Regions from separate parts of the Pan troglodytes genome. Here region 2 is linked to region 1. The links are chromatin contacts, called in public HiChIP or PLAC-seq maps. All regions are on one chromosome and are shown on one strand. Each heading gives the region's core, a stretch centred on a gene start, on an enhancer-like site or on the middle of the called end of the contact. The rest is flanking DNA. Distances are from core to core; before and after follow the strand shown.

What was found. HiChIP or PLAC-seq counts read pairs in DNA pulled down with a chosen protein or histone mark.
Region 2: an H3K4me3 HiChIP or PLAC-seq map of stem cell-derived excitatory neurons shows a contact between it and region 1, with 2.1 times the contacts expected there. The contact joins the promoter of PARP1 here to the promoter of STUM in region 1. A contact is called at or near these places in 1 of 7 Hi-C or Micro-C datasets (stem cell-derived neural progenitor cells) and 1 of 1 datasets of contacts at active chromatin or transcription factors (stem cell-derived excitatory neurons).

The regions. Positions count from the first base shown.
Region 1 is chr1:22,740,036-22,744,668 of NHGRI_mPanTro3-v2.0_pri, reverse strand. STUM (stum, mechanosensory transduction mediator homolog) reads left to right here and starts at 1,280. Exons shown (of 3, transcript XM_009441577.4): 1 at 1,280-1,662. The coding sequence starts at 1,461.
Region 2 is chr1:22,885,418-22,890,140 of NHGRI_mPanTro3-v2.0_pri, reverse strand. PARP1 (poly(ADP-ribose) polymerase 1) reads right to left here and starts at 2,875. Exons shown (of 23, transcript XM_003949705.5): 1 at 2,259-2,875. The coding sequence starts at 2,378.

The sequences.
Region 1 (4,633 bases), core at 31-2,530:
CTAATGACTCGTGTGTGTGTGTATCTGTGTATGTGTATACATGCATGTGTGTGTCCACCAGTATCACTAACCCCTGGCCATTTGCTTTTAAAATTATTTTATTCAGAGACTTATACAATAAGTATAAGTATACAATAACCCATGTTCTTTTAGCCTCTTCTGAGACCCTGGGTTGTTTATAATAATAATCACTATTATTCCTGAAGGGAGGCTATTGCACCCTTCCAATTATTCAGACGATTTGCTGACTGTCTGGATAATTCCGAAGCCTTTAACCCCTCCCTAACGTTAGAGGCGGTAACTTTCATCCGTTTACTTTTTCCAGGTGCGGAGGCGAAGCAGCCTTATTCAGAAAATCGAATTCAAAACAGGACCTCAAGCTGCCGGCTGTTGCTTCTACCAACTGCCCCATTATTAACGCCAGACGGCGCTGTGTCCTCACTGGCTCTTTAACCACCACGTCGGGCTCACAGAAGGCTCAGGTTTCCTCCAGTATAGTTAAGGGGATGGTGAACGCTGCCCAACAAGCCTGCAACAGGCGCATTTCTTTCTGCTTTTGGTGCGTGTGTGTAGGGAAGTGTCCCATCTTTTAACTAGTCTTGCGGAGACCTGGCCTGGTGTTTGCAAATCTGTTTCCTCTATTATCGATCCGATCTCTGGATTGCTTTTTCTCTGACACTTGAAACAAATTCACTCATATATTTTTTTTTAAGTGAATTTTTTTTTTTTTTTTTACAAAATAGAGCTGGGGGGGGGCGGGGGGGCGGGTCTCGCTACGTTGCCCAGGCTGGTTTCGAACTCCTGGGCACAAGCAATTCTCCCACCTTGGCCTCCCAAAGTGCTGGGAATACAGACGGGAGCCACTGCGCTCGCCCCAAACAAAATCATTTAAATCACAATGCACTGAAGGCCGACTAGGTGTCAGGCGCCGCGCGGTCCGTCCCTTGTCCCCATGTCCCTGGCCAAAGGCTTGCTCTAGATCAGGGGACTCAGCCTCGAGGCTTTCCCGACGGTGTCAGCCAAGCACACACTCCCAGTTCGCAGGGCTTCGTGGTCAAGGTTCCTAGTTCACCTGTTTGGGAGGGCGAGGTGTGTCCACCCCTTCCAGCACCTGGGCAAACAGCCCCCTTTGCGGTCCTCTTCCACTGCTTTCCCTTCTCCCTGATTTTCCATTCCTTGTGAGCGGTGGTTTTGGTTGGGGGGAGGGGGCGGGGAAGGGGCCTGGCGAGGAGGGGCGTCAGAGCGCTGTCACCGGGTGTCGCGCCGCCCTCCCCGCCCCTCCGCCGGGCGTGTGGGGACGCCGGAGGGCGGGAGTCTCCGCGAGCCGCGCGGCGCACGGAGCACGGCGGCCGCCTGAGCTCGGCGCGGAGCCCGGAGCCCGCAGCCGACAGTCTCCTGCTCCCGTACGCTGGGCGCCAGCTCCGGCCGTGCTGCCCGGCTGCCTGAGAGCGCGCCCGGCCATGGAGCCCTCGCACAAAGACGCCGAGACGGCGGCGGCGGCGGCAGCGGTGGCGGCGGCGGACCCCCGGGGGGCGTCCTCGTCCAGCGGGGTGGTGGTGCAGGTCCGCGAGAAGAAGGGCCCCCTGCGCGCCGCCATCCCCTACATGCCCTTCCCCGTGGCCGTCATCTGCCTCTTCCTCAACACTTTCGTGCCGGGACTGGGTAAGACACGGCTGCCGCGACCCTTGCGACCCCGACCCCGCCGCGGGAGGGCGTGGGGGGAGAGAAGGGCGCGGCCGGAGACCTCCTGGCGGGGCCGCGCGCTCCAAGTGCTGCGACCACGCGCGACCGCCCGCTCCTGGCGTCCCCTGGCAGGTGGCAGAAGCGCGTGGAGTGTGCACCCCAGAGGGGAGAGGCTGCGCTGGGGTCTCCGACCCGCAGGCGGGGCCCCAAAGAGCCGGAAACTTTGCGGCCAATGTTGGAGCCCGCAGCGGCGGCCGGAATGGCTCTGCCGGCTTCGGAGTAGGGCTCCCGTCCCGGCGCCCCGATTTCTGCTCCTTCTCTCCGTCGTGTGCATCCGTCCGCGAGCCCACTTCCCTGAGAGGAATGGGGTCGGGTCAGAATGAGCTCTAGGGCCTCGGCGGCGAGGATCAAACTCCCGGGCGTCGAAGTCAGCTGAGCCGGGGAAAGGGGACGAGCCGGGCTAGATATACCTGCAGCCCCCTTTGGTTCGCGGAGTGCGGACCGTGTGGGGACGAGAACTCTAGCCAGAGTCTCCTCCGCCTCATTCAGGGGTACCTGCACTTCCGCCAGCACCCCGCAGGGCGCCAGGGGGATGGGGGATGATTTTATTAGTTTGGATGCATGTGGCCAGAGATGAACCCATAGCTCCCTCGGATCCCTTCTGTTCCTGAGAAGTAGAGAGTGCGCCGATGTAATTCTGTGCAGGACTCCGGCAGCCGGCAGGGGTTCTGGTGGCATCTATGTCCCACGTTTTAAAGCAGAGGCCCCTTACAGAGATGGTGCGGGAGGGTGAATGGAGGCAGGGAATGAGAAGTTTTCCTGACCCTCCCTCCCTTAACTCCACCCCCAGGTCTCTGCCTGCACGCCCCTCCCCTCCTCCAGCTTGGCACTGGCTGCTCCTGCGTGCTGGGAGGTGCCCCCCTCTCCCGTGCCCGCCCGAAGAGCCAGGCGCCCCAGTGCCCTCTCCGGGAGAAAGCGTGCCCCTGTCGGCGAGCCTGTTGCCAACGTATGGTTCCAAGTTCCCAAGAGCAGAGGCCAGCTGGAAGGGGTTTTCAGTTTGACTTTGGCCTTTCTCACGGTCTCATCGCTCTTCGCCTGCTTAGCAGGGGCCTCTGCTGCGGTGATAGCCAAGGCCACAGCCACCCACGCAGGACCCGTTCACTTTCCCCTCCGAGCTTACTTGTCTTTCTACCCTAAGGGGCTGCTGCGGCCAGAGCAGCCTATCTGAGCAGTAAGTTAGGTGGCCTTTAGTTGGGCTTCTCTCTTCTGGGGTGCCTCCAGCAGCCTGTCCCCCTGGCTGGTGTCATCAGATCAGCTCTCTTTGCACATTTAGACACTGCAAGGAGGCCAGCTGGTGTTAATCTAGTTTTATCAGAAATTCTCACCTGCTGGAGTAAAAAGAGACTGCCTGCCCCTCCCTCTGGCGGATATGAAGATCCTCCTGAGCCAGTATGCATCTTGATCCACCTTTTTTTTTTTTTTTTTTTTTAAGTGGTGAGGTAAATGCCACCCTATGGTCTTTTGAGGAAACAAATGCATTGGCGCCAGGTGAGAGGGGCTGCACCAAGTCACTGCTGCACGAGGAAACCACCTTGTGGGAGACCAGCCCCAGGAGACAGCAGCTGCCCACGCATGTACCTGTGTGTACCCTCCCTGGTCTCCCTTCACTAGGTGGCTTTCCCAGCCTTAGCCCTGCTGCATTGACAGCATCGGCTGCAGGGCATCGTCCATTCCGCTGACCCCTGGCTCCTTGCCCTGGGGATCCAGCTTTTCCCTTTGTGAGATCAGAATCCTATGGGATTTTTGTGAAACAAACAAATAAACAAACAAACAAAACAAACCATTATAAGAAACCAGGAGAAAATAAAGGGAAGATATGCAAACCACAAAAGTAATAAAACAGGTGAGCTGTAGGTGCACAGATTTCTGAATTTTCAGTGACATAATTCTGGCTTTTTTTTTTTTAATTTTGCTTTGGTTGCTATTGTACAGTTTACTGGGTGCACAGGCTCCTGCTCCTCTCCACACGGAATGAGGGATTCCTGATCCTTGGTGGTGGTTCTCATCTGTAAGTCAGGCACACCTGTCTCTTGGCGTTGCTGAGAGGATGAAACGTGATTACATAAAGCCCAGGGTCTGGTGCATAGGAAGCTCTCTGGGGATGGTGGGTCCATCTTGCTCTTCTGCAGAGCTGAGCACTGGTCCCATCTCTGGGTGGGGGTCGCTGCAGCCAGGGCAGCACTGCCCTCTGGACCACTCAGAAGCAAAGGCTCCTTGAGTGCTTTTGATCCCTCTGCTCCCCTCTCCACCTGCGGTGGAGTCCCAGGCAACAAAGCAGCTCAGACCAATCTTGCAGGTGGTTTTATTGCCCCCCTTCCCCAGGAGTGGTTTAAATGGCCCCAGCTCTTGGAAATCCACCACTTGGCCCAGATCCACTTCTCCAAGGCCTCCTGGCTTATCTGAAGCTCCTGGGACAACTGAATATTCATGGCTGATTCTGCTCTTTGATGAAATGCAGCTTCTTTCAATTCACTCATTCATTTGACCAACACAGGCACCTACCACATGCCAGGCATTGACTGGGGTTGTGATGATGAATAAATCAGTCAGGATGTCATAGACTGTTGAGGAAAATTGAGGCCAACTTTGTCTGAATTTGATAAGTGCTAGGATGGCAGCAGGAACAGAGTGTTGTAGCCGAAATTCTTCCTGGGGGCGAAGGAAGGGGGCTCAGAGAAAGCCTCCCTGAGGGAGTAGTGTTAGGTTAGAACTTGCTGAGAAAATCTATCACGTGTCCTCAGCACTTGCCATCCTCACTAAACTCCCATTCTGGAAACTGCTCAGACCACTGGCCCAAAGATCTTTTCTTTTTTTCTGGAAACTTCCTTCCCTGCAAGTCCTCTCCTGGATTGCAGATTGGATGAGAGGGCAGTTTTTGCTGAATGAAGGC
Region 2 (4,723 bases), core at 1,626-4,125, 140 kb before region 1:
CACCCCAGCCTCCCAAAGTGCTGAGATTACAAGCATGCGCCACCAAGCCCGGCCCCAGAATGTTAAACTTGATCAGGTTCAGTTTCCTCCATCTGGCCTCCCCCACAGTTAAGCCTCCTCTAACTTCCTCCACAGCGGTGTTGTTCTAGCCTCAACACAGTCTGGACTTGGGTTTTGTTTGTCTTTCCACCAGAACACGGTACTCTGCCCACCTGTTAAGGCGCCTGGATGTCCCTTTCTCAGAATAACATTTAAAAATGCGTAATAAAAAGGCTCGCAAATAGCCAGTCACGGTGGCTCATGCCTGTAACCCTAGCACTTTGTGGGGCCGAGGTGCATGGATCGCTTGAGCTCAGGAGTTTGAGACCAGCCTGGGCAACATAGTGAGACCCCATCTCAAAAAACAAAACAAACAAAAAGGCTCGAAAAGGAAACACTGAGATAATTATCAAAACATTTGAAAGGTAATTTGGGTACAGTAACCCGTGAGCTTTTAAGCATTAAATAACAAGATCTAGTACAGCCTCTAATAACTGTGATTTTTGTAGCAATGAGAGTAAATTATATTTTGAAAAACTTCCAACTGTAAAGTGATATGAAAATATCTGTAATTATCACTGGTGAAAAAAAAATAGGGACTGCTAATATGCCTTTGCTTTGCTGCTTACATTTATGATTAGAGGAAATAATTTTATCTAGAGGTTAGTGGAGATGGAGATATCAATTTTTTCTTATCTAAACTCATGGACCTCTTGCCTTCTACCTACCATCCCACAGACCCTGGGTTAAGAGCTCCTCCACCAGGAGTGAGAACTTCATAACAGGCTGCCTTGTATATTCAAAGTAAGTTCTAGGTTCCTTAGTGGGCAACAAGGCTCTTCAAATTGTAGGCCCTGTCTACTTCCCTATCCTCATCTTTCTGCTCCACTTCTGTGAATTAACGACTCCTAATCAAGCTTCCACCCTTAGCTGGGTCATCGCGGACTCCTAGGCACACAATGCCTAGAGCACAGCTCCATCAGGTGGCATCCATCCCCTCTTACGGTAATGTTTGTTTACCTGTCAATTCCCGTTTAACCAAACTGGAAATTCCCAAAGGTGGATTCTGTGTCCTTAAAACCTAACAGAGTGCTTAGAACTTAAAAAATGCCTACCAAATAAGCACTGTGTGCCACGTACTGACTTAGGTATGCCCCGAGGACACCAAGATGACAGGCATATTGTGAAATAAGATAACGGAAGTACACCTGGCACTTGGGTATCCACTCGGTAAATGTCGCCCTCCCTTGTACTAAGTACTGAAAATCCACTGAGGGATATCTGGTCATTCCTAAAACACATTACAGCTCATGGAAGGGAGGAAAATCAAGCTACCTTGACCATGAGCACTAAGCTTGGGTAATATTTTGGAAGCGAGGAGGAACAGGGCAGGTGAGAACCAGAATTATTAATACAAAGGTAGACATCGGCAAACTGGAAGCTGGAGGCAGGAGCCCCTGGGAAATGACAGGGGCCTTCAAGCCCACCACCTCACAGAAGGCTCAGGAAACCTCAGAAGGGGATTCAATCTATCAAAAAGCCCACATGAGAAACCCCCCTGGAGCCACTCTTACTCAAACCAGACAGCTGCAAATGCACCAAGAGAACGCGTCTGTGAATCTGGAAAATTTGGGGAAAATGTTACTTTAAAGCACAAATTAGGCTCAAAGTGAATGTACTGTACAGAAATGACACCTTTCTGCATAGTTCTGCCTAATTAAAATAAAAAATGAGGGTGAGCGTTTAAATGACGTGTTGAAATGACTGCCAAAAATAGGTTTAACAAAAAAAAAAAAACCCCACATGTCAGTCGCCACCATCCATGTAGAACAAAAACCCTCCAGAACAAGATAGGTCAAAATCAGATTAGCTTAAAGAGACCACGTACAATTCCCCCCCAACCCCTGAGGCGAACGGCAGTAATAAAACACCACCACCCAGAAAGGAGAAGAGAAGAGGCTCCTCGTTTTCACAAAGCGAAAGGCAACACCAGCTGCAGACTTTATTTCCCGGGCTTTTCCTGCAACATCAGCAAAACCTTCCGGAAGGGTCGGCCAGGCCGCTCGGGAGGAGGGGCGGCCGCGGCCCCATAGGCCCCAAGTGCCGCTCCGAGGGCCCGGGCCCGCTCGCTCCCTGGGCCCGCCCTCCCCCAGCCTTCCCGGACACAGTTAACCCGGGGCGCCGCGTCCCCGCCCCGCCGCCCGCACAGCGGCCCGCACCTGCACCATGATGGCCATCCGGAGCGAGTCCTTGGGGATGCTCTCGCTGCATTTCTTGCAAGAGGCGCGCCCGCTCTTGGCGTACTCGACTCGATAGAGCTTATCCGAAGACTCCGCCATCCTCCCCTAGCTGCCGCCAAAGCTCCGGGAGCCCGACGCCACGACCTAGAAACACGCTGCCGCCTCGCCGCCCCGCGTGCGCTCACCCAGCCGCAGGCGCCTGAGCGGCCAGAGCCGCCACCGAACACGCCGCACCAGCCACCGCCGTTCCCCGATAGATTGCTGATGCCTGGCCGCGGGAACGCCCACGGAGCCCACGTCCACGGGGCGGGGCCGGCGGCGCGCGCGCCCCCTGCCGGCCGGGGGGCGGAGTTTCCCGGGCGCCTGCGGGTGGAGTTCTGCAGGCCGCTGCCCTGGGGGCCGAGGCGGGGCTTGGGCTGAGCTAGTAGCTCTTTGGAGGACTCGGCGCCACCCCTTTGATTGTTCTGTCCCAGGAAGTCTTACTTGTTTTCACAACTAATTTTACCCCCAACCCCTCCCCCTTTTATTTTTGAGACTGAGTCTCACTGCGCTGGAGTGCAGTGCCGCCATCATGGATCACTGCAGTCTGGAACTCCTGAGCCCAGCGATCCTCCCACCTCAGCCTCCCGAGTAGCTGGGACTACAGGCGCTCACCACAACTGGCTAATTAAAAAAAAATTTTTTTTTAGGGACAGGGTCTCGCCAAGTTGGCTAGACTGGTCTCAAACTCCTGCTACAAGTGATCTTCACGCCTCAGCCTCCCGAAGTGCTGGGATCAGGGGCATGAGCTACCACGCCGGCCCCAAACTCTTAAGTGTGTCCTCTCTCCCCTGAGGGCAGCTGGGTCCGGGAAGCGCAGGCCCCCGCCTCGGGAATATAGTTGATTGGCCCGAGGTGGACCCTGCAGTGCTAGGTCCACCCCCCTGGCTTGGACGGGCGTTCTAACCTGCCGTCCACAGACCGTCGGGACAAAATACCAACTGAAACCTAGCATTTCCTTTATTATGAATTTGACTACAAATCCCAGGAGTATTAGCAGTACCTGTGACTTTGTGGGCAATAGTCATCACAGAGGTTTTCATGTTACTTTACAGTTGTTGGTGATAACTCGAAATATTATTAAGCTCATCACTACTCGAAATTGTGGTAATGACTGGACCTGTTGCTATCAGATATTTTTTGTGTGTGTGTGTAAAGAAAGAGATGGGGAATCTCTCCATGTTGCCCAGGCTGGTCTTGAACCCCTGGCCTCAAGCAATCCTCCCACCTCGACCTCCCAAAGTGCTGGGATTACAGGCATGAGCCACTGCACCTGGCCTAGATCTTGTTGTTTAATATAGAACTATACTTTAAAATATAGTTTATTAAAATTGGTTTCTTTTCTAATCCTATGCATTTTTTTTTTTCATTTCAAAGATTGTAACATGAGTGTGCTGTATTTGAAAATATTCAATTCTGGTATAGAGGATAAGAAAAATAAGCAGATGAATAAAACTCATAAAAAGTGTTAACCATAGAGAAGAAGCTAGCGGCTTAAGAGACAAGGATGTTGAGTAAGCAAGAAGGTTGTGAGACATAGGCCGAATCCTAAAAGTTAGTAACCAGTTAGATACGTTGAAGGTAGGCTGGGCACAGTGGCTCATGCCTATAATCCTAGCACTTTGGGAGGCTGAGGTGGGCGGATCCCTTGAGCCCAGGAGTTCAAGACCAGCCTGGACAACATGGCAAAACCTTGTCTCTACAAAAATTAGCTGGGGGTGGTGGCAGGTGCCTGTAGTCCCATCTACTTGGGAGGCTGAGGTGGGAGGATCACCTGAGCCCTGAAGGTTGAGGCTGTGGTGAGCCATGATAGTGCCACTGGACTCCAGCCTGGGTGACAGTGTGACCCTGTCTCAAAAAAAAAAAAAAAAAAGATATTTTGAAGGTAAACAGAATAAGTGGAAAATATGATGGAACAAATAAAAGTTTTACTTAGAGAATGACCAAGTCAAAAGGCATGATCATGCCATCTCTGGGTTGACAACTATATCATCCCTAAATGGCCACTCATTGGTGATAAGATTATGGTCCCATTCTGGCACCCATATGCTCTGCCCCAAAAATGCAGGTAAAGTTCAGGTCTGTTCAGCAGGCTGATTGGTGAGCTGCAGCTGTGGCTGAGTGTGCTTGCACTTGTGTCTCTCTGATAGTGCAGTGTGAGTTGCTCCAGGTACCCTCTGTTGAGCCGCCTTGAGCATCCTCAACTCTGTCAGTGGGACAGGCTGATGCGGCAGAGAGAGGGAAAACATATCAATATTAGCCAGGTGCAGTGGCTCATGCCTGTAATCCCAGCGCTTTGGGAGGCTGAGGTGGGTGGATCACCTAAGGTCAGGAGTTCAAAACCAGCCTGGTCAACATGGTGAAACCCCGTCTCTACTAAGAATACAAAAATTAGCTGGGCATTG